Linked DNA regions of Bos taurus: region 1 is linked to region 2. The links are chromatin contacts, called in public Hi-C maps. All regions are on one chromosome and are shown on one strand. Each heading gives the region's core, a stretch centred on a gene start, on an enhancer-like site or on the middle of the called end of the contact. The rest is flanking DNA. Distances are from core to core; before and after follow the strand shown. Region 1 overlaps METTL16 (methyltransferase 16, N6-methyladenosine). Region 2 overlaps MNT (MAX network transcriptional repressor).

What was found. A called contact is a pair of places that touch in the nucleus more often than the background predicts.
Region 1: a Hi-C map of skeletal muscle shows a contact between it and region 2, with 3 times the contacts expected there. The contact joins two enhancer-like sites. A contact is called at or near these places in 5 of 11 Hi-C or Micro-C datasets (blood, liver, skeletal muscle and 2 more).

What each region holds. Positions count from the first base shown.
Region 1 is chr19:23,386,534-23,391,203 of ARS-UCD2.0, forward strand. It overlaps METTL16 (methyltransferase 16, N6-methyladenosine), which reads right to left. Exons shown (of 10, transcript NM_001192216.1): 8 at 4,613-4,670. Among named protein-coding and RNA genes, the nearest start is that of MIR12041, 12 kb to the left of the region's middle. Within about 2 kb of position 2,573, at least 8 of the 102 cell types and tissues checked have an H3K27ac peak or open chromatin away from gene starts, as enhancers often do.
Region 2 is chr19:23,348,776-23,353,569 of ARS-UCD2.0, forward strand. It overlaps MNT (MAX network transcriptional repressor), which reads right to left. Exons shown (of 6, transcript NM_001206899.2): 6 at 2,086-4,794. Among named protein-coding and RNA genes, the nearest start is that of MNT, 16 kb to the right of the region's middle. Within about 2 kb of position 1,681, at least 57 of the 102 cell types and tissues checked have an H3K27ac peak or open chromatin away from gene starts, as enhancers often do.

The DNA of each region.
Region 1 (4,670 bases), core at 1,323-3,822, 39 kb after region 2:
GGGACATCAGACAGAGGTGGTGAGAGGGAACGGTGGGGAATGATAACACAATACATTTTACTGAGCACCTACTATATGTATCAGGCACTGTGTTATATACATTTAATTCTCAAAACCTGAAGTGGTGGGTACTATCAGTAACCCCCAGCTTACAGATGAAGAAACAAAAACTTAGAGAAGTAACCTGCTCAACCTAGACAGTTTCTATACACTCGGCAATAGTTTTAGGGTAATCCACCATGCCACTGTTAAACAAAATAACAGAACAAACTATGTCAGAAGTAAGTTCATGCAGAATACAAATGACTGAAAGAGATAAATCCAGGGGCGTCCCTGGTGGTCCAGCAGCTAAAGCTCTGTGCTGCCAATGCAGGGGGCCACGGTTCGATCACTGGTCAGGGAACTAGATCCCACACGCAGCAACTAAGAGCCTGAAAGCTGCAACTAAAGATCCTGCATACTGAAATTAAGACCAGCACAGACAAATAAATATATATAAAGATAGGTCCAGAGAGATTTCTATAGGCTGCATGGTTAAGAAGGAATTGGTTAAGAAGGCTTTATGCAGAAGTTAGAACTGAGCTGGGCTGCAGTGAAGGGAAGTCCACAGAAAGGATCAGACACAGAAAGGGCTGTGACCAAAGGCTGTAATGACAGTCAGCAATGACCCTGGCATCATAAGAAGACTGTGTAACTTCTAATGCCGTAGAAGGCAGCACAATCAGGAAAACAGGGAGTGATTAGGATGGAAGGGAAATCAAAAACAGATTTGGGAGGAACAAGGAGCCACTGAGGAGCCATCCTTTCTTTGAAAGGCGAGCTCAGGATGAACCCAGGTGACCATTACATGAAAGGTGGCTGCTGAGTAGGTAATACCTGGTTAGAATGGAACCAAGGGCAGTCCTTGGGCAGCACAGTGACTTAGAGCTTAGGCTGTGAAATCAGACTAAGCAAGGCTTCAACCTGATTTTTTAGTCTCCAATTTCGTCATCTAAAAAGTGGGGATAATACCACCCACTTGATTATTGTCAGGTTTGAATAAAATAACATAATGTGTGTGAAGCATTCACATCACAACAAAGACTATCTCTGGTGCTTGAAATCTACTATACCGATTAACATTATGCTTGCAATGCTGTTCCTTAGTAGAAGTTCTACATCATATTCCTTTTAACACTCAACAAATACTCTATGCACCAACTATGAGTCAGATATTGACAATTCCTCCTCCATGAAGTCCTCCCAGACTGAACTATTTTCTTTTCTGAATGGCCTAATTCTCCACCATTCTGGTTCCTACCATTCATTTCAGTACTCACTCATATGCACTTTCGTATCCATACTTCTCTTTCGTAAAGCTAATCATTGTAAGCGATAGGAAATGCTATCTTATTTCTTTGGTATTATCACAATGAACGTCACAATAAGAAAAGTAACAAGAGAAGGAACCTTAACTTTGGTTTTGCTAAATAGCTCAGATCCCTAACCATCACATCTGTTTTAGAGCATAATTTATAGTCTGGTACAGTACTGGTTTTCAAACCATGTCCTTCCTCCCCCTGCCCTTTGCCACACTGAGCAGCTTATGGGATCTTAGTTCCCCAACAGGGGACTGAACCGGCACCCTTAGCAGTGAAAACGCAGAGTCCTAAACATTGGACTGCCAGAGAATCCCCTCTAACCATGTCTTAACAGGAGGATCCTCTCAATAAATAAAATCAACACATAATACTGACGAAAGCAGACCAGAGATCTGCTGATGAGATCTCTAAAATGAGAGAGAGCCCTGAAGTACCACCCTGATACCTGTCTCCAAGTGTCATCCCCTGAGCACCTACACGGAATCCCTCCTCTATCTGGAATTAGTTTGAGTACATGTGGACTAGGAAGTGGAACACTGTCAGAAGAACCCCATTCTGACACTAACAAGGCTACCTAATTAATTTGACCCCTTCCGTCCATCTGTTCTCCAGAAAGCCCTCTAGTTATGACTCCCTGGACAAGAAAGACCCAGGCTCAGAGGAAATGTGTTGAACAGAGGGGGCTCATTTTTTAAAACCAGAGTTCCTGGGCAATGCTCAGACCAAGAGTACATACCATTTATTAGAGTCACATTATTTCCCCTTTTTCTTTTAACAAGTGTCAAACACCTGAAAGCAAAGCAAAGCTAAAATAATGCCTTGAGCAATGCGAGAAGTTCGGACAAAGAGGCATTCTAAGCGGCTTGTTAAAATTCTGTAAGGAACAGTCCTTATGATATGCTTCCTTATATTTGTCATCAGTCGGAAATGAACAGACACAATTTTATCAACACTAGGACTCGTCTTTTGGCTGTTAAAATAAATCCAGACAAGAGGAATGGGCTTAGTGTGGGCACTTGAATCAGCAGCAAATTAGAATTTTTCAGCATTCAGCACCAACAGAAGCAAGCCAGTAGGCCTGAGATAAGTGAAAACAGAAGTTGCCATAGTAACTTGCACATTTACCCTAAAAAGGCGGGAATGGGGGTGGGGCGGGGAAGTAGGTCAATGTTTCTGCTTAACCAGCTCCAGTCCTTGGCTTCCTCTCCTCACCTAAAGCAGCATGCTCCTCCCTCCCCGCCATAGCCCGCAGGAGCAAGAAGAGAGAATGAGGTGACCACTTCAAAAAGCAGGGAGTAGGGAGAGGTCCAAGTAGCGAGAAGGAGAACCAAGAGGGCAGCCCACTGAAGCCCTCCCGAGTGCCCTGGGACCCCTGGGAAAGCAGCTGCTGATCGAGGGCACCAGTGCTAAGAAACTGTTGCTGGGTTACCACAAATCAGAAATTGCCGTTTTCCCTGTAGCAGTTTAAGTGCACCTAATGGAACACTTGGGGATGCATTATTAACAGCTTTGGGTTGGGGGCAGTGGTGTGGAGGGATGAGTACTCTGGCGTGGCAGAAGCCTGGGGCCCTTAAGCAAGAGGCAGTCTTTCATGGCTGAAGCTATGAACAGGCCTCAAGGATGACCTAAAAGACAGGGAGGGAGGGAGGAAGGCTTAGCTGATTCCCTTTCAAAGTAAGCTGGTTTTACTACCACAGAAACACAGTGCTCTTTGATACTCTGATCTGAAATAGCTGTTAATCCAAGAGGGCAAGGGTGTCGCTGGTCCCTGAGATGGCCTGGAGGGTGCCAGAGCTCATTATCAGCTCTTCTGCCTGTGGTGCCAACAAGTGCGGAAAGCAGGTTCAACAGAAAGCACTCGGAAACAGGTGCAGCTCCATTTTCCTGCAGCTGTTAGCGTCTGCATAGGGATAAGCTGAGGCATTGCTAACAATTTTAACCATTTGTTGGGAAAACCCTGGTATTCTTATTTAGAGGATGACAGAAAGGATAATCCCTCAGGGAGGTCAAAAAAAGCACAACCATCTTTGGTAATCAGTGAGTATTTCAAACACTAACCTCTGGACACCCTACTGCATGGCACAGAGGCAAGTCTGGGCTTCCATCACACAGGCCATTCAGACTTGACTGGGACAACTTATTTCAATCCAGCAGCACACCTAGCTGCAGAGTACAGGAAAGGAAGGCTCAGTTTCAAATCTGAGCTCATGTATTCAGAAATACCTGCAAACGGTCCCCTCATACTTCCGCACATCTCTACTCCTCTGCCCTACAGGAGAAGGAAAGAGGCTCACAGTTACAGCAACACTTAAGAGAGACTCTGGAGACAAAGCGTGGCCAAGACCTTGGGAGAGGAGCACCCAGGACAAGCCTATGGTGTAGACAGGGGACTGGAGACGGTGAACAAGCCCAGGTATGAGGCCTCCATAAATACTGTGGGCAGGGGCAGCTCAAGCTGAGCAACGAGTACATGAACGGTAAGGCAGACCGCTCCAGGCAACCAGAAGTCAATCCTTCTTGCAGGGGAAAAGTGAGAACAAACAGACGCTATTCTGTTACCACCTCTTACGTAGCCTAGAAAAATTATTCCGGCTAACCAGTTCAAAAACATTTTTCTTTTGCATATAGCAGCAACCACAGAGGACAATGAGAATTTTGTGGATCATAAAATTACAGAAGAATGTTCACGGTCAAGCACATGCAAAGGAGACAAAATAGGATAATGAACTATATCACCCAGCTTCAAAACTCATCAATATTCCAGCGCTCATCTGAAAGTCAAGACAGGACCCTTTACTCGAATGATCTCTTGAGTTTTACACATCAAAAGCCCGCAATCCCAAATGGCAATTTCTACATCCACAGGAACCCTAGGAGACAGCTACTCTAGGAAAACAGCAGTGATAAAAGAAAACAGACTTCAATTTCAATTCTTCAGGAATGTCCAACAGAAAAATCATACCCACAAGGTGTTTGTATTTGAATTTTTTAATTGCTAAAAGATGCATTTCCAACTCATTTACATTTGCTGATTCAGAATCACTGAGTTGCACAGATTCAGAGAGAAAGGTTTTATGGTCACCACAGACAGCCTTCCAGGACTGTGCCTGGTTCACAACCTCTCCATTGTGATGTAAGCATTTGGGGCAAACTTCAGGGAAACAAGACAGTACAGATTTAGTTGATTTATGACCTAGTAAAACCCACCATGTACTGGGTTTCAGCAAAGCTAAAGGAAGGTCTCAACTTACTGGTACTGTTACGTCATCATAAAAACTCCAAGCCAAAGCCCATCTCATTGTCCGACCC
Region 2 (4,794 bases), core at 431-2,930:
TCTTCATAGTGCTGCCACTGAGTAAAACAGTATCCAGATTCTGGATAAAAGTGGAGTTGCCATATGATCCAGCAATCTCACTTCTGGGCACATATCCAGAAAAACCTCTAATTGAAAAGATACAGGCACCCCTATGTTCCCAGCAGCGCTATTCACAACAGGCAAGACATGGAAGCAACCTAAAGGTCCATCAGCAGATGAGTGGATAAAGAAGATGTGGTGCACACACACGATGTACTACTCAGCCATAGAAAATAATGCCGTTTGCAGCAGCATGCATTTACCTAGAGATTATCATACTAATTGAAGTCAGAGAAAGATGAATAACATATGCTACCACTTATACACGGAACTTAAAATACTATACAAATGAACTTATGTGCAAAACCAAGACAGACTCACAGACACAGACACCAAACTAAGTTACCAAAGGGGAAAGGGCACAGGGGATGGACAGACTAGTTTGGGATTAGCAGATACAAATTCTATATATAAAATAGAGGACTATAGTCAATATCCTGTAATAAATCATAATGAAAAAGAATATGAAAAGTATGTGTGTGTGTACATATCTATATCCGAATTGCTTTTCTGTATACCAGAAACACAGCATTGTAGATAACTCCTCTAAAAATAAAGAAAAAATTCCCTCTGCTGTTGACACCACCTGAAAGCTCACCAAAGACCCCTGAGAACTAGCCTGGAAGTGGTTGGTTCCTTCACACACTCCCACCCCTTCTCTGCTCCACCCAGAAGTGCTGGCACTCCCAGACCCCTGGCTGGGCTTTTAGGGCCAGAGGGAACCACACAGCCAAAACGATGGGTCAGCTGAGGGCTCAGTGTGGGGAAGGGAGGAGCAGGAAGCATGAGCAGGGTACTCTAGCCCTGAGGATACTGGGTCATCACTGCCAGGGGCAGAGTCTTCATCTCTGACCCGAGTGCTGGGCACAGCATCTGACACTGAGGTGTGTTAGGATTCCCTAACCCTGGGCCTTCCCTCAAGTGCAAGTGACCGAACACTTCCTGAAGCTACCAGCAGAGGGAACCAACGTTTCACAAATGAAATGAGCAGGCAAGCTTGTTAAGCAGTAGGGAGGGGCACTGGGCCTGGCCTTTCCTGAGATTAGGTCTTCAGAGAAGGGGACCTCAAGTGATTGATGGCCACCAGGCCCTTCCCCAAGATAACGCCCCCACACACCTCAGACAGACCCACCCCAGGAAGAGAAGCGGAGTCAGTTCCCTGGGCTGCAGTTTCAGAGAGAGTGGACATGGCTGGCCTATGGCTTGGCCCAGCTGACTGCTCCCTGACCTTACTCTCCCTTACCTCCCCACCTGCCAGCCGGCCAAATGGCTGACTTCTTTCTACACTGGGGAGAAAAGATGTTATAGGGTCAAAGGTCTTCAAGGCCCAGCTTAGAACATGGATCTTTGACCCCGACCTACTTCCTCTTCTTGTTCCTTACCCTGTAAGGACAGCCTTATAGATTGCACACACACTGCCTCCCCCAAGACCTGTTCTAACTACAACCCCAAGAGTGCAGCCCCCTCTCAGGAAGCATCAGGCCCTCCTGTGCACAGACCCTCCAGCTTTTGTGCTGGAACTTTCTGGAGCGTGGGATTCCCCAGCTCCGGGACAGGGACAGGCCCAGGGGCAGGGTGGCACGTGCTTGGGGACAGCTCTGCACCAGCTGACATAGGACTGCCGCTCCAGACAGGCCCTGGCTGGTCACGTGACCTTAACAAGGCACTCAGCCACCCTCAAACCTGTTTCCTTATCTGCTAGCTGTTGGTCTGTTTACTTCACCGAGCTGTTAAGAGATGAAACAAGATAGTGTTTGTGAAAAATGGTTTGAGGAAGTATAACGTACTGCACAAGTATGAGGAAGACCAGCGCTGCAGGTCTCAGAGCCTGTTGGGGATGGAGCCTCAGGGATTAGAACGGAAGGTCCCTTGTCTTTGCAAAACCCACCAGCCTGGAATCTACCAGACCCCAACCCCTCTACAGGAAAAAGATGCCGCCGCTTCTTGCTGGGGCTCTTTCCCTCAAGGTCTCTGCCTCCTTTTGCAACAGAACGACCCAGATGCTGCAGGTGGCAGCTCCGTCTCGGGTTTCAGTGCAGGTTTATTTCAATTTTATATTTTATTCCAGGCAAGTGCTTATTACATGGATAGTATTCATGTCTCAATACCTAATGTCTTGGAGCATGAACAGCCACTAGAATACAGTTCCATAGTAAAAATACAATATGTACAAAATTAGGGTTTTTGTAGTTTTTTGTTTTGTTTTTTTTTTTCCCACACAGCAGATGTATCCAAACACATAAAAATCTCTACAGTCTGGGGTCGCTACAATTTATATTTCAGGAAACGGAGACACAGTGACCGAGTCCTCACTGTAAACAAGGGCCACCTCTTCGTGGGGGTGGGGGGTGGGGGTGGGACTCTGGGGTGGGGAGAAGAAGCTGTTCCTGGAGAGGGCAGGGGTTATGGTGACCCCCTAATTCCCCTCCAGGAATTCCCTGCCCTTCTTTGGCCCCCCTAGGAACCAACCTCCCGCTCTCCCCGAGGTAAAGACTCCCAGCCAGTGAGCCACTCTGAACATCAAAAAGTAAAACACGCATGAGAGGTAAGATGTGTGTGTGTGTGTGTGTGTGTGTGTGTGTGCGCACGCGCGTGCACACACGTGCGTCCCCCAGGCTGGAAGGGCTAGGGAGGGGAGGGGCAGGCAGTCCCATGGGGTGAGGACAGATGTGGTCCCCACAGCGCTCAGAGGGGAGAGGCCCAAGGAAGGGCTGGGTGGCGGCTGCCCTCTCGGGCACACAGCATCACAGCGTTCACGAACAACGACAAAAACAACAGCAACAACACCCATCGTCACCAATCTGGACATAGTCATTCGGCACTAGATTCTGAGGCCCCCCACTGCGGCGGTGGGGGCAGGGAGGGACGGGGCGGCGGGCGGATGAGGTATCTGTGCATGCCCGAGGGGCGACTGGCTAACAGAACAGTTTCAAGGTGAGCAGGCCTGAGAGGAGGGCAGCTTGCCAGTGCTTCTGTTCCTGGGGGCCAGGCCTGCCCTTCTCTCTCTGCTCTTTCCAATGTCATCACACCAGGAAGAGTAAAACCAGCTCCCCCCCAAACAGGGTGATAGTGGCTGCGGCTGCAGGTGCAGAAAGGCAGCAAGCTTGTGAGGCGGGAGCTGCATTTGGGTGGGGGGCGGGGAACAGCATCACCTCCTAGAAACCTCTGAAGTATCCCTAAGTCTCCCCACCCCGGGAGACAAGAAACAGTCTCCAGGGAGGTTTTCAGGACCAGAAACTGAAAGGGAGTTCCGAGGTGGCTCAATCTACTCAAGACCTCTGTCGGCCTCCTCTGGGAACCATGGAACCACCCCCCTGCCCCGCCCCAACCTATCATTGCAAACTTCACACCCAGGATCACTGGCTCCCCCACCTCCACACACTCTGAAAGGCCACTGGTGAGTGTGTCCAGGTGGGGAGCCGAGTGTGCACGTGTGTAACTGAGTGTGTCTGACACAAGGCCACTTGAAATAAATACCCACATAAAAAGAGCAGCCAAAGCAGTCTGCTGAGGCGAAGGCATGGAGAGCAGTGGCCCTCGCACACAGGCCCCCTCGCTCCTCCCCACCCCAAGCTCAGCCCTGCCCGCAGCCCTATCAGGAAGGCGGTGGCACACAGCAGCGCCCCCTGGGGGAGGGCACATGCAGAACAGCCCGCTGGAGACAGCAGGGGTTCAAAGCAAAGAAAGATGAGCCCAGGGAAGGGGAAGCTGGGGCAGAAGCAACAGTTCTCCGTGGCCTGGCCATGCTCCCTCCCCACAGGTCCCCAGGGCCAAGCCCCTGGACTGTAACCTCCTGATTACCTCACCCACATGGCGCCAGGGTCCTGCAACCCAGACCAGACGCTGGTCCCGTCTCCCAGGCAGCAGGAGGCGTCCAGGCGCACTCATCCCTCCAGGGAGTGCAGAGCACGGAGCAGAGCCCAGGCCTCCTCTCTATCTTCTGGAAGCCAAAGTCAAGTCCAGGGATGGGGACAGGGTCCAGCACACCCTCCTCTCAGGCCAGACCCAGCTGGAGGTCAGCAGGGTGGCTGGGGGAGATAGTCAAGCCCCTCCTCCCTCCCCTCCATCTGCCCTCCTGAAGTCAAGAGCCCAGTGGTAGGGCAGTTGCGGGGGCTTGGAAGCTTGGCAAGGGCTTGGGTTTGGTTTACTACTGGTAGAGAACTCTCTTAACTAGCTTGTTATGATCAATCACAATGACTGCAACCAGCCTGTGAGAGCCCCAGGCCGGGGCACTCACCTGTCTGGAGGGACGCCACACAAGCCACCTCCTAGGATTTGTCCCCTGTAGTCAGAGAACGCCCCCCTCCCAAGTCCCCTTGGATATCAGGGCCAACTCGCTTGAGTCCTGCTTCCCCACGTCCCCCTCCAGAACCCTGGAAGGAGAAGGCTGAGGCTCGGGAGGGGAGGGCCCGGGTGCCCAGCCATCTCACCAGACAGAGCGATAGCAGCAGCAGCAGCACAGGAAGGTGGGCAGGGCAGGGGAGGCGGAAGAACACGACGTCCACATCGCACTGGTGTCAGGGGATGGGTGGGGGACGGGAATGGGAACGGCCCCGGAGCGGGCACCAGGCCAGACAGGTGGCACGTGGGCCAGAGCGTCTCTCATCACTGTCAAGTCCTAGTGCAGCGGGGTGACCCCCTGCCCTGTGCCCAGCTCCTTGAGCCCCCTCCCTCCCCTGGCTCAGAGTCTCTGCACCCCCTTCCCCTAGGAGG